Regions from separate parts of the Pan troglodytes genome. Here region 2 is linked to region 1. Evidence: chromatin contacts called from public Hi-C data. All regions are on one chromosome and are shown on one strand. Each heading gives the region's core, a stretch centred on a gene start, on an enhancer-like site or on the middle of the called end of the contact. The rest is flanking DNA. Distances are from core to core; before and after follow the strand shown. Region 1 holds the start of TMEM82 (transmembrane protein 82). Region 2 holds the start of AGMAT (agmatinase).

Region 1 (6,311 bases), core at 1,776-4,275:
CCGTGGTGCCGCAGCCTCACAGGTGTGTCCAATACAAAGGTGCTGTCCATAGGGTGTGTGGGGGTGAAATTGACCCGTGTGCCAAGATGTGGTGCCAGCCAGGGCCTCGAGGCCCCTGTAGTAACACTCACCCCATGTCTTTCCCCAGGGCCAGCTCTATGGGGGCCTCACCGACTGCATGGTGAAGATCTGGCGGCAGGAGGGCCCCCTGGCACTCTACAAGGGCCTGGGCCCCGCCTACCTGCGCCTGGGCCCCCACACCATCCTCAGCATGCTCTTCTGGGACGAGCTTCGGAAACTGGCTGGGCGGGCCCAGCACCAGGGCACCTAGACGACGGCCCTCACCCCCACGTCCTGACACGGCCGGCACTTGGCCGGAAGTGAGGGCCTGCTCCAGGACAACTGGCTGTCCCAGGGCGGGCCATGGGCCCAGGCCCTGCCAGAGGTCCCGGGAGAGTGTGGACAGCTCTGGTCCATCCAGCCCCTTGGCCCACCCAGGTCCAGAGCATCCACTTCAAGTTACCACCCATTCTGTCTTCCAGACAGTTCTCTTCCTTCTCTGTACTGCGTACTGGGTCACCACATCCCAGAGCCTTGCTCAGTTATAGCAACTGCTGCGGGCGTGCACACGGCATAGGCCCAGTAACTTACATACATCGGCTCACTTAGGCCTCAGACAGCAGCACGAGGCAGGCACTTTTACTTCTTTTACCATTAGAAAGCCAAGGCCTAGAGTGGTGGTGGGCTTTGACCACAGCCACACAATTTTGAAGTGGCAGAGCCAGGACTGGAGCTCAGCCCTGCTCACCCTAGACCTATGCGCTTGGCAAGTGCATGACTGTGACAGGCCCATGGGCCCGGACTGCCCACAGGGGTCACTGTGCCATGGCAAAGGCTGGGGAGCACCAGGAGGCTGTGGCGTCGTCACCTGCCTTATTTGCTGGAGATGCTGTAGCAGAGAACCACAGACTGGGCGACTTAGACAATAGAAATGTATTTTCTCACAGTTCTGGAGGCTGGATGCTGGAGACCAAGGTGTCAGTGGGCTGGTTTCTTCTGAGGCCTCTGTCCATGGCTTACAGATGCTGCCTTCTCTCTGTGTCTGCACATGGTAGTCCCTCGATGTGCGTCTGGGTCCTGATCTCCTCCTCTTATAAGGACACAAATCTTGTTGGCTTAGGGCCCACCCTCATGACCCCACTTTAATTTTTTTTTTTTTTTTTTGAGATGAAGTCTCGCTCTGCCACCCAAGCTGGAGTGCAGTGGCACGATCTCGGTTCACTGCAACCTTGGCCTCCTAGGTTCAAGCAATTCTCCTGCCCCAGCCTCCTGAGTAGCTGGGATTACAGGCGTGTGCCACCACACCCGGCCAATTTTTGTATCTTTAGTAGAGATGGGGTTTTGCCATGTTGGCCAGACTGGTCTCGAACTCCTGACCTCAAGTGATCCACTGGCCTTGGCCTCCCAAAGTGCTGGGATTACAGGCATGAGCCACCTCACTTGGCCCAATTTTAACTTAATTATCTCTGTCAAGAGCCTATCTCCATATACAGTCACATCCTGAGCTACTAGGGGGTAGGACTTCAACATGCACTTCTGCAGGGGCCGCAGTTCAGCCAACATCATTTTTTTTTTTTTTTTTTTTTTTTGAGATGGAGTCTCGCTTTGTTGCCCAGGCTGGAGTGTGGTGGTGCAATCTCGGCTCACCACAACCTCCACCTCCCAGGTTCAAGTGATTCTCCTGCCTCAGCCTCCTGAGTTGCTGGGACTATAGGTGTGCGCCACCATGCCCAGCTAATTTTGTATTTTTAGTAGAGACAGGCTTTCACTGTGTTGGCCAGGCTGGTCTTGAATGCCTGACCTTGCCGCCCGCCTCGGCCTCCCAAAATGCTGGGATTACAGGCGTGAGCCACCGCGCCTGGCCTCAGCCAACATCATCTAAGGGCTCTCACGGAGGGCCTCCCAGCTGCCCGCCCTGTGGTCATTTGCACATATCCTGACAAGCCTGAAAGAAGCTCCGGGTGCCCATTGTTCAGTCCAGGTGCCCATTGTTCCCGGGACTGAGGCCCGGGAAAGGGAAGCGATGTGGCAGGGCCAGCAGCAGACCCTGGGCCTTTCTCTAGACTGAGCACCACTCCCCATGGGTGTGCTCTCAACGCCACACCGACCTTCACACTGCAGAGATGGATGCCAACTCCCTGGCAGGGGCAGGACTGCTGCCGAGCAGCCCCACCTGCCCTCCCAGCCACACCCCAAGTCTGTAAGTGCCGCTCCCAGGAACACCTGCTACTGCACACTCCAAACCAATAAAGTTTTATATTTTGTTTACTTCAACGACCCTCCTCTGTGGTGAATCTCAGTCTCCCCCATCCCTGACCCCCACCTTCTGCTCCCTCTGCCCTTTCTGTTTGTGAAAGCAGGATGGGAGCCGTGGTCCACCTGTTCAGCTCCGCCCTGCTGGACCCAGGTGAGGCCTGCCACCTAGTGGACCCAGGGAGGAGCATCAGGAAGGGCGGCCCCGGCCTGTGGGAGGAGAAGGCTCAGGCAGGCTCGGGCGGCAGGAGATTCCACACCGAATCAGAGCCGGAGGCTTTGGGAAGCTGGAACCAGACCTTACAAAAAGCAGGCAGAGCTGACCTCCTGGCTGTGGGGGAAGAGAGCCCAGACCTCAGGCTGAGAGGGCACAGCTGATCTCTGGCTATGGGGGGGATAGAGTCCCTACTCTCAGACCCTGGGCTGAAGGGTCAGAGCCCACACTTCAGGCTGCAAGAGGACAGGACCCACACCTAAGGCGGGGCAGGACAGATGGAGCCTGGGACTTCAAAGGGGCATTGGGTGGTTCAAGCCCTCAAGGAAGATTGCTTTTTTTTTTTTTTTTTTTTTTGAGACAGAGTGTTGCTCTGTTGCCCAGGCTGGAGTGCAATGGTGTGATCTCAGCTCACTGCAACCTCTGCCTCCTGGGTTCAAGCCATTCTCCTGCCTCAGCCTCCCAAGTAGCTGGGATTACAGGTGCCTGCCACCACGCCCGGCTAATTTTTTGTATTTTTAGTAGAGACAGGGTTTTACCATATTGGTCAGGCTGGTCTCAAACTCCTGACCTTGTGATCTGCCCACCTTGGCCTCCCAAAGTGCTGGGATTACAGGTGTAAGCCACTGCGCCTGTCCTCCCTCAAGGAAGATTTCAAGTAAAGTGGATGCCAGACTTTAGCAGGGACAGAGACCAGAGACCAGCCCAGAGACACCTGTCCCTTCACCCCACACTGCCCAAATGGGGAGCCCGGGCAGCAGCTGGCTCCAGGCACCCCGTGTGCCTGGAGCTGGGACCTTGCCCTTCTGGGCCTCGAAGGGTTAACACCCCTGGCTCTCCTCCCTTCCCCTCCCCTGGGCCTTTGACCCCTCCCAGCCTCTCTCCTTCCCTCCACTGACACCTTTGCCCAGTGACGTTGGTCTGTCCTTGCGCAGACCTGGCCGGAGGCTGGGGCTCCTTCCAGGGCTGCCATGTTCTCTCTTCCATCCCTCCCCTCCTGGCTCCCCGGCCTCCCCTCCCTCGAGTGGGGCTCTAGCCTCCTCGACTCCCTCCTGCAAGGTGAGCACCTCACCCCATTCCTGCCTTGGCCCCGCCCCCTTCCAGCTCTTTGCAGTGCAGGGTGGACCCCACCCACCTGGTCTCCCGACACCCCTGCCCCTTGGCCGCCCCCTCTGACCCTACCAACGAAGCCTGCCCTCCTAACACCCCTGCACGCTGCCTCGCTGCCTCCCTCCCACCCCCTCAGGCCTGATCGGGGCCCTTGGAGTCTTGGTCCTGAACAGCCTCCTGAAAGTTTACTTCTTCGTGGGCTGTGCCAAGTGAGTGCCCACCTCATCCCCCCAGGGAATGTGGCTGGGGGCACGGGGACCCCCACCAGGGGTCGAAGGTGGCAGTTCTGCACCCCTGCCCACACCCATTCTGTCCCCAAAGTGACCCGCAGCGGCGACCCGAAAAGGAGCGGCTTCGGGCCCAGTGGGCCTCCCTGGAAACGGTGCACCTGGCAGGGCTGGCCCTGTTTCTGACGGTCGTGGGGTCCCGGGTGGCTGCCCTCGTGGTGCTCGAGTTCTCCCTCCGGGCCGTGTCCACGCTGCTGTCCCTGGGCAAGGTGAGGCCTCCGGGAAGGCAGTGGGTGGATCACTCCCCAGCCCAGGGCCCGGACTCACCCCCGGAATGTGGGCAGCAGGGCCCAGGTCCAGCATCCCAGCCTCTTCACCGTATTTTCCGTAAGACTGAGAACAGAGGCTGCAGGTTGCACCCTTGGGTTTGGTTGCGGAAGGGGCCACACTCACAGTGGACACAGTCCCAGTCCCAAGAAGACAAGAGTGACAGTTTCTGTAGATCCGGCCCCCCAAATGCCAGGCCCTGCGCCGAGTGCACCGTGTGCATCACGTAATCCTCACAGCCACAGGGGTAAAGGTTTGCTCTGATTCCCCATTTCACAGATGGGGAAACTAAGGCTCAGAGAGTATGTGGCTTGTCTATGGTCAACAGATAGAGTCAGGCTTTGGACCCAGGTCTCTGAGACTCTGAACCACCACCCTTCAGCTAACAGATGGGCCCCAAGTACTAAGACATGATTGAAGGCTGGGCGTGGTGGCTCACGCCTGTAATCCCAGCACTTTGGGAGGCCGAGGCAGGCGGATCACCTGAGGTTAGGATTTCGAGACCAGCCTGGCCAACATGGAGAAACCCCATCTCTAAAAACAAAAACAAACAAACAAAAAAATTAGCTGGGCATGGTGGCGGGTGCCTGTAATCCCAGCTTCTTGGGAGGCTGAGGCAGGAGAATTGCTTGAACCCAGGAGGCGGAGGTTGCAGTGAGCGGAGATCGAGCCACTGTACTCCAGCCTGGGTGACAGAGCAAGACTCTGTCTAAAAAAAAAAAAAAAAAAAAAAACCCATATGATTGAAATTAAGGTGAGAGAGATGATCCCCTAGGGCTTCATCTGAAGCCGATGTGGCCCCTTCGGGAACCATCCCCAAGGTCCCTTCAGGCTCCGGCTTCCTGTGGTGGGCAGCACCTGTGGTGAGGCAGCCCCCACATCTCGGCCCCTCTTCGGCACTCCCCGCAGGGCTCCCAGGGTGCCACCGAGAGGCTGCAGCTCTACCTGCTGTGCCAGTACTCGCTGGGCTGCGGGCTGACCTGTGGCCTGAGCTTCCTGCAGGAGGGCGCCCCTCACCGCACGCTGAACCTGCTGCTGAGCCTCGGGCTGGCCACGCTGCTGGGCCTGGGTGCCCGGCGCCTCCACCGCCACGTCTGCCGCCTCTACGAGCTGCACAGCAGCCAGCGCTACTGTGGGGTGTGCCTGGGCCTGCTGGCCCATGCACACAGCCTCCCCCAGCTGCTGGGCCATGCCCTGGCCATAGCCTTTGCTGTGGGTGACCTGGCAGCTGTGGCCCTCATCAACCAGGACTTCCTGACCACCTCGGAGGCCATGCGGTTCTGGACACCGCTCACCATCTGCTACACGCTGCTGGTCATCTACATGCAGGGTGAGCGCTGTGGGGCCTGCTCCATTCAATCCACGCACATCCCTCTGTCTGGGTCAGGCTCCGGGGAGGCCGACAGCCATCAGCCCTCACTCTTGCCATCCCAGAGTGCCTGGTCAGGACAGAGGCTGTGTGGCGGGGGCAGTGCAGAGAAGCAGCATGTAGTGGGCACCCTGAGGTTGTAGTCTTTAGATTGGGCTTTGAAAGATGAGCAGGAGATCCCTAAGAGAAGCGAGGCAGAGAATGGAATCTTGGACAGAGAGAACCGCATGTGCCAATGCCCAGAGGGGAGAGAGGGCATGGCCGTGCCAAACAAGCCACAGGAGTCCAGTGTGGCTGTCACCCCAAGGGCACGGGGAAGGGGTGAGGCTGGCCAGGTTCAAAGGGGCCTGTTGGAGAGCCCTCAACAGCCAGGCAGGGAAGTCTGATGAGAGGCTGCTGTCCAAGTTTGTTTATGTTTTTGTTTTGCTTTGCTTTTCTGTTTTTTGAGACAGGGTTTTGCTTGGTGGCCCAGGCTAGAGTGCAGTGGCACGATCATGGCTCGCTGCAGCCTTGACCTTCTGGGCTCAAGTGATTCTCCCACCTCAGCCTCCCAAGTTGTAGGGATTATAGGCACACACCACTGTGCCAGGCTAATTTTATTTTTTGTAGAGAAGGAGTCAGCCGGGCACAGTGGCTCATGCCTATAATCCCTGCACTTTGAGAAGCTGAGACAGGCAAATCACTTGAGGTCAGGAGTCCAAGACCAGCCTAACCAACATGGTAAAACCCTGCCTGTACTAAAAATACAAAA
Region 2 (6,311 bases), core at 2,706-5,205, 160 kb before region 1:
TTAAGACCCCGTCTTTGCAAAAAATACAAAAATTAGCTGGGCATGGTGACAAACGCCTGTAGACCCAGCTACTCGGGAGGCTGGAGTGGAAGGATCACCTGAGCCCAGGGAGGGCAAGGTTGCAGCGAGCCATGTCGGCACCACTGCACTCCAGCCTGGGTGACAGAGTGAGACCGTGTCTCAAAAATAAATAAATAAAAGAGGAAATTAGACAAGTTAAGAGCTACTCTAGGAATTGCCTTTTCAGAGTATTCTAGGAAAATGCCTAGAATAGCTCTGTTCAATAGAACCTTCTATGATGATGACAATGTTCTATCTGCACTGGCCCATATGGTAGCCACTATCCACATGTGACACACATGTGACATACATGTAGCTAATATGACTAAGAAACTGAATATTTTATTTTAATTAATTTGAATTTAGGCCGGGCGTGGTGGCTCACGCCTGTAATCCCAGCATTTTGGGAAGCTGAGGCGGCGGATCACCTGAGGTCAGGAGTTCGAGACCAGCCTTGCCAACATGTTGAAACCCTATTTCTACTAAAAATACAACAAATTAGCTGGGCGTGGTGGCACGCGCCTGTAATCCCAGCTATTCAGGAGGCTGAGGCAGGAGAATCACTTGGACCCAGGAGGCGGAGGTTGCCGTGAGCCAAGCTGGGCAACAAGAGCAAAACTCTGTCTCAAAAAAAAAAAGAATTTAAGTAGCCACATGTGGCTAGTGGCTACCTTACTGGACAGCACAGACCTAGGAAAGTATTCTTTCTGATAATAATAATAGTTAACATTTATTGAAGCTTAAGATATGCCATGCATAGGTCGGGCGCAATGGCTCACGCCTGTAATCCCAACACTTTGGAAGGCCGAGGCGGGCAGATCACCTGAGGTCAGGAGTTCGAGACCAGCCTGACCAATATGATGAAACCCCATCTCTACTAAAAATATAAAAATTAGCCGGGCATGCTGGCGGGCGCCTATAATCCCAGCTATTCAGGAGGCTGAGACAGGAGAATTGCTTGAACCCGGGAGGCGGAGGTTGCAGTGAGCCGAGATCGTGCCATTGCACTCCAGCCTGGGCAACAAGAGTGAAATTCTGTCTCAAAAAAAAAAGAAAAAAAAAAAGATATGCCATGCTTGATGCTGGGCATTTCATGTGCACTTTCATTATATGCCCCTCACAGCATGCAGTGAGTAGGTGTTACTGTGATCATTCCCATCTTACAGGTGAGGGTGTGAAGCATCAAGCTCGGTATACAGCAACATTGCTAGGGAGAAGTGCAGCTGAGACTTCAAACCATGCCATCGGGAAACCACACTCCTCTCCGTATGCCATGCAGGCTAGGCTCTCTAACTTGGCAAAAGTGAATTTGGATATTTAGGAAAAGATCCCTGTCATTTTAAGTATTTGTGAACAAGAGAAAAAGTGAGAGTGGGTCAGGGGTGATGATAAGGGGAAAGCTGCCCTATAGGTTGATGTAGACCCTGAGCAGGACAAAAACACCCTCTTTGCAGTCCTCCTCGCAAATAAAGTCATTAGAAACATCATCTTGGCCGGGTGCGGTGGCTCATGCCTGTAATCCCAGCACTTTGGGAGGCCAAGGTGGGCGGATCACTTGAGGTCAGGAGTTCAAGACCAGCCTGGCCAACATGGCAAAACCCCGACTCTACCAAAAATACAAAAATTAGCCAGGCATGGTCGTGGGCGCCTGTAATCCCAGCTACTTGGGAGGCTGAGGCAGGAGAATTGCTTGAACCCAGGAAGTGGAGGTTGCAATGTGCTGAGATTGCACCACTGCACTCCAGTCTGGGTAACAGAGTGAGACTGTCTTACACACACACACACACACACACGTGAAATATTCTCTCCCCAGGGATTAAAATAAATGAATTACAATGCTCTCTTTCCTACTGTCTGCACATTTGCAGTGGCTTGCAGGGGAGAAGTAGCTGTACTCAAGCCCCTGATAAGTAAACCCTGAGTGCAGGGAACTACTCTGGCTCTTGCAGACTGACATTACCCAAGGTCAGAGGAATACAGCCAGCTGCTACAATTTTCTCATAGGCCTCTTGAATTCGCCGGCAGCTGTCCTGAAGGTTGTAAAGATTGACATTCACATCGCCTAGGTCTGCAACCATGAGGGACTGGAAGGGGAGGGCCCCCGTGCTAGGATTGACTGTCCGAAGCATCACTGATTCTTCCCGGATGCGGCGAGGTCCGAATCTGCAGAAGGAAGAATCATCCTGTCAGCCACCATCTGCAGAGATTTCAGGCTTTGCTTAGGCCAGGGCTTCTCAGCCTCAGCAATTTGGGACCAGATGATTCCATGTCGCGGTATTGCATAATGGAATGTTTAGCAGCATCCCTGGCCTGTACTCACTAGGTGCCAGTAGCACCCTTCCTCCAAGGTGTAACAACCAAAAACGCCTCCAGATACTGCCAAATGTCCCCTGAGTGCAAAACCGCCCCACTTGAGAATCACTGATCTAGGCTATATATCGAAGAGACTAAATAAGTGTACTAAATGGCATTAGCCAATTTCATGATCTACCTGAGTCTCAGTTTCCTGATTTGTAAAATATTTACCTTGCACTGTAGTAAAAATTAAATGAGGTAATCTATGCAAAGCACCTTGCACTTAGGAGACATTTAATAAGTGCTGGCTTTCATAATTCAGATCAGTACGGTCAGATATAGTGTTGCTGAGCTGAATCAGAAATTGCTGACGTTCAATAACTAGGAAGATGAATTTTGCTTCCTTCGACTTGATCCTAGGAAAATTGCCTTCATTTGAGCATTTCTTGAGTCAGGTGACATCTTCAGATTTGGGGAAGGGGCAGCCAGTTTCTGCTCTCAAATGCAATGTCACCTGCCACTGTAAGCTGGGGAGAGGAGAGGGGAGGAATCCACAGCAGCCATCCCAGCAAGGCCCCAGGATGGGGACACAGAGAAGGTTCAGGCTCCAGAATCCCTTCTTTTTTCTTTTTTTGAGACGGAGTCTCACTCTGTTGCCCAGGCTGGAGCGCAGTGGCGCAATCTCAGCTCACTGCAACCTCCGTCTCCCGGGTTCAAGCGATTCTCCTGCCTCAGCCTCCCGAGTAGCTGGGATTACAGGCCCGCGCCACCATGCCCGGCTTTTTTTTTTTTTTTTTTTTTTTTTTTTTTTTTTTTTTTTTTTTTTTTTTTTTTGTACCTTTGTAGAGACAGAGTTTCACCATGTTGGTCAGGATGGTCTCAAACTCCTGACCTCGCGATCCGCCCGCCTCAGCCTCCCAAAGTGCTGGGATTACAGGCATGAGCCACCCGGCCGGCCAAAATCCCTTCTTGACCAATGATGACACTAAGCTGTGGGAGGCCACGCCCATGTTGAGCCCTGGGGGTTGCTTATTGAGGGTCCAGGGAAATCAACCATCTCAAACTATAAGGGGCATTTTGGAGCCGGCCACCAGCTTCCAACTCGACCCGGGGCCAGCAGGGGCGCCTGTCTCGGTGCTTTCCATGCCCGACAGCCAGCAAGCAGTCCCTCCACGTGTACCCGGCCCCTGTCCTTCCGGCCTTACCTCGCCCCAGGCCGGTTGGAGGTCCCAGTATCCAGGGGCACCCCGATGAAGGCAGCGTCCAGCCCCTCGGGGGAGGTCTGCACCGGCAGGCGCATCATGGAGCAGACGCCCACCGGCCGGGCCACGAACTCGGGGCTGGGGGGCTGGTTCCGGGGCGCGTCGGAAGCCTGGCGGCTCTGGCGGCGCCCCGGGTGAAAGAGCCCTGCGGCAGGACGCGCGCCCACGCCGGGCCCCGGGCCCCGGGCGCACCCGGACGCCAGCAGCCTCAGCATTGCCGCGCGCGGCCAAGACCTCACCGACCAGACCGCCCGCGAGGCCGCCGCGATCTGGCTGGTCCCGAACGGCGAGGCGAGTGTGCACGCGCCAGAGCCGGAACCCGAGCCGGCTCAAAGGTCAGGGGCGCCCTGGGATCAAGGCGGGGGAGGGGCCCCAGGGACCTGCCGTGCTCTCCCCTCAACCCCTCTGGACTTCAGCCTCTGGCAAATAGAGTCAGGCTGGGGGTGCCCACTGGCCAGCACTGTGCCAGCGGTGTCTGCGCCCTGCTCCCCACTGTGGCCTTCAGCAGCCTCTTCTCCCATTCAGAGTAATTCTGCTTGTTTTTATAGAGACGGTCTCACTGTGTTGCCCAGACTGGTCTCCAACTTCTGGACTCAAGTGATCCTCCCACCTTGGCCTCCCAAAGTGCTGGGATTACAGGTGTGAGCCACAGCAGCCACCCCAGAGTAATATTTTTAAAGCCAGAAAGATATGAAGGAAAATGATCTTTCTCTAAGCCAGAAAAATAGGAAATGCATTTTTTTAATAATGTATTTTTAAATGTCCAGGGATAGGAATCTCAAGAAGCAGTAAAGTTAGTTAGCTACTTAGCTAGCTAGCTAGTTATTTTGAGACGGGGTCTTGCTGTGTTGCTCAGACTGGAGTGCAATCATAGCTCACTGCAGCCTCAAACTGCTGGGCTCAAGCAATCGTCTCACCTCAGCCTCCCGAGTAGTTGGGACTACAAGCGTGAGCCATCGCGCCTGGCCAGTAAAGTCTTTTTAAATAACCTTGTTAAAAAAGGACTAGAGGCCAGGGGCGGTGGCTCACACCTGTAATCCCAGCACTTTGGGAGGCTGAGGCAGGCAGATCACGAGGTCAGGAGATCGAGACCATCCTGGCTAACACGGTGAAACCCCATCTCTACTAAAAGTACAAAAATTTAGCCGGGCATGGTGGCGGGTGCCTGTAGTCCCAGCTACTCGGGAGGCTGAGGCAGGAGCATGGCATGAACCCGGGAGGCGGAGCTTGCAGTGAGCTGAGATCACGCCACTGCACTCCAGCCTGGGCAACAAAGCAAGACTCTGTCTCAAAAATAAATAAATAAATAAATAAATAAATAAATAAATAAATAAATAAAGGACTTACAGGCAAGCTGTAAGGAAGGTCACAGTGCCAGAGAACCTGCTACATCCTCTTTATTTCTAAGGGGAAAGAAAAACACACTGTGGAAAGAAAGAAGTGATTTGTAATGGAATTATGTGAGCCATTTAGCGGTATTATATATATTATTTTTTCTGATCTCTAAATGTTGAGATTGAATGGAAAAGGCTCACATTTGCATTTACGTTGCAACCTCTACACAAAGGTTGCACATTAGGCCAGGCGCGGTGGCTCACACCTGTAATCCCAGCACTTTGGGAGGCCGAGGTGGGCGGATCATGAGGTCAGGAGATGAGACCATCTTGGCTAACATGGTGAAACCCCATCTCTACTAAAAATACAAAAAATTAGCCAGGCGTGGTGGTGGGCACCTGTAGTACCAGCTACTCGGGAGCCTGAGGCAGGAGAATGACGTGAACCCGGGAGGGCGGAGTTTGCAGTGAGCCCAGATCGTGCCACTGCACTCCAGCCTGGGCAACAGAGCAAGACTCTGTCAAAAAAAAAGGTTGCACATTAAACCCCACACCACTCCAGCCTCCACTCTGCAGGTCGGGACAGAGTTTCCTAATGGTCAATTATCAGTGCTTAGTGTTGGCCTTGGGGCAGGTCCCCGCCATTTTCTGGAACAAATGCAACAATCTCAGTTATTTTTTCCTTTTTTCCTCCCTTATGCCACTTAAAGGGTCTCAGTTATTCTCTTGACTCCCAAATTCAACTGCTATTTCTTTCATGTTGCTTGTCCTGAATGTATCATGTTCTTACTCCGGGTTTTTCTTTCATTCAGCTCACAAATATTGAGTGTCTGCTATGTGCCAGGCATTCCAATGAGGTGTCCCCATCATCCACTACAGCTGAGCACCCTCTCTCCTTGAAACGTTCCTCAGGCGGCCTCTTGACTGGGACTCCCCTGGTCTCCTTCCACCTTCGTGGCTCCTTCTCGGCTGGCAATCCCTTTTAATACGGAGGTGATGATTTTCACCCACAGGCAGGTCAACCACAAGCCCAAATCCCAGCCCTGAGCTCCAGGCGACCAATTTCTAACCCTGACATGGATGCTTGACAGCACCTGGGGTGGGCTGCAAGTTCAGCCAGCGACTTTCCACCTCCCTGTCTCTGATCCTGCTCTATGCCCCCAAATTTAGGAAGTCCTGATGGTTTCCTGCACCCAAGCCTTCTGCTCATTTCCTCTGCTGTTACCCTGGTCCAGGCCTTCCCACCCCAGCTTTCCAGCTGATCTCACTCTCACTAGTATCACCATACATATGCCTGCCTGGTAATGCTTCCTGGAGCCAATTCTTCCTGTGTTTCCCCTTCTGCAGCTCCACGGGCTTG

Evidence for each region. Hi-C and Micro-C count contacts between places; a contact is called where the count stands out from the background.
Region 2: a contact with region 1 is called in a Hi-C map of stem cell-derived neural progenitor cells, with 3 times the contacts expected there. The contact joins the promoter of AGMAT here to the promoter of TMEM82 in region 1. A contact is called at or near these places in 2 of 7 Hi-C or Micro-C datasets (induced pluripotent stem cells and stem cell-derived neural progenitor cells).

Annotation. Positions count from the first base shown.
Region 1 is chr1:215,456,372-215,462,682 of NHGRI_mPanTro3-v2.0_pri, reverse strand. TMEM82 (transmembrane protein 82) reads left to right here and starts at 3,025. Exons shown (of 6, transcript XM_016954690.3): 1 at 3,025-3,586; 2 at 3,774-3,846; 3 at 3,959-4,133; 4 at 5,101-5,521. The coding sequence starts at 3,499. It overlaps SLC25A34 (solute carrier family 25 member 34), which reads left to right. Exons shown (of 5, transcript XM_524516.6): 5 at 149-2,334. The coding sequence ends at 331.
Region 2 is chr1:215,618,782-215,625,092 of NHGRI_mPanTro3-v2.0_pri, reverse strand. It overlaps AGMAT (agmatinase), which reads right to left and starts at 3,955. Exons shown (of 7, transcript XM_001149966.8): 1 at 3,561-3,955; 2 at 2,021-2,223. The coding sequence starts at 3,832.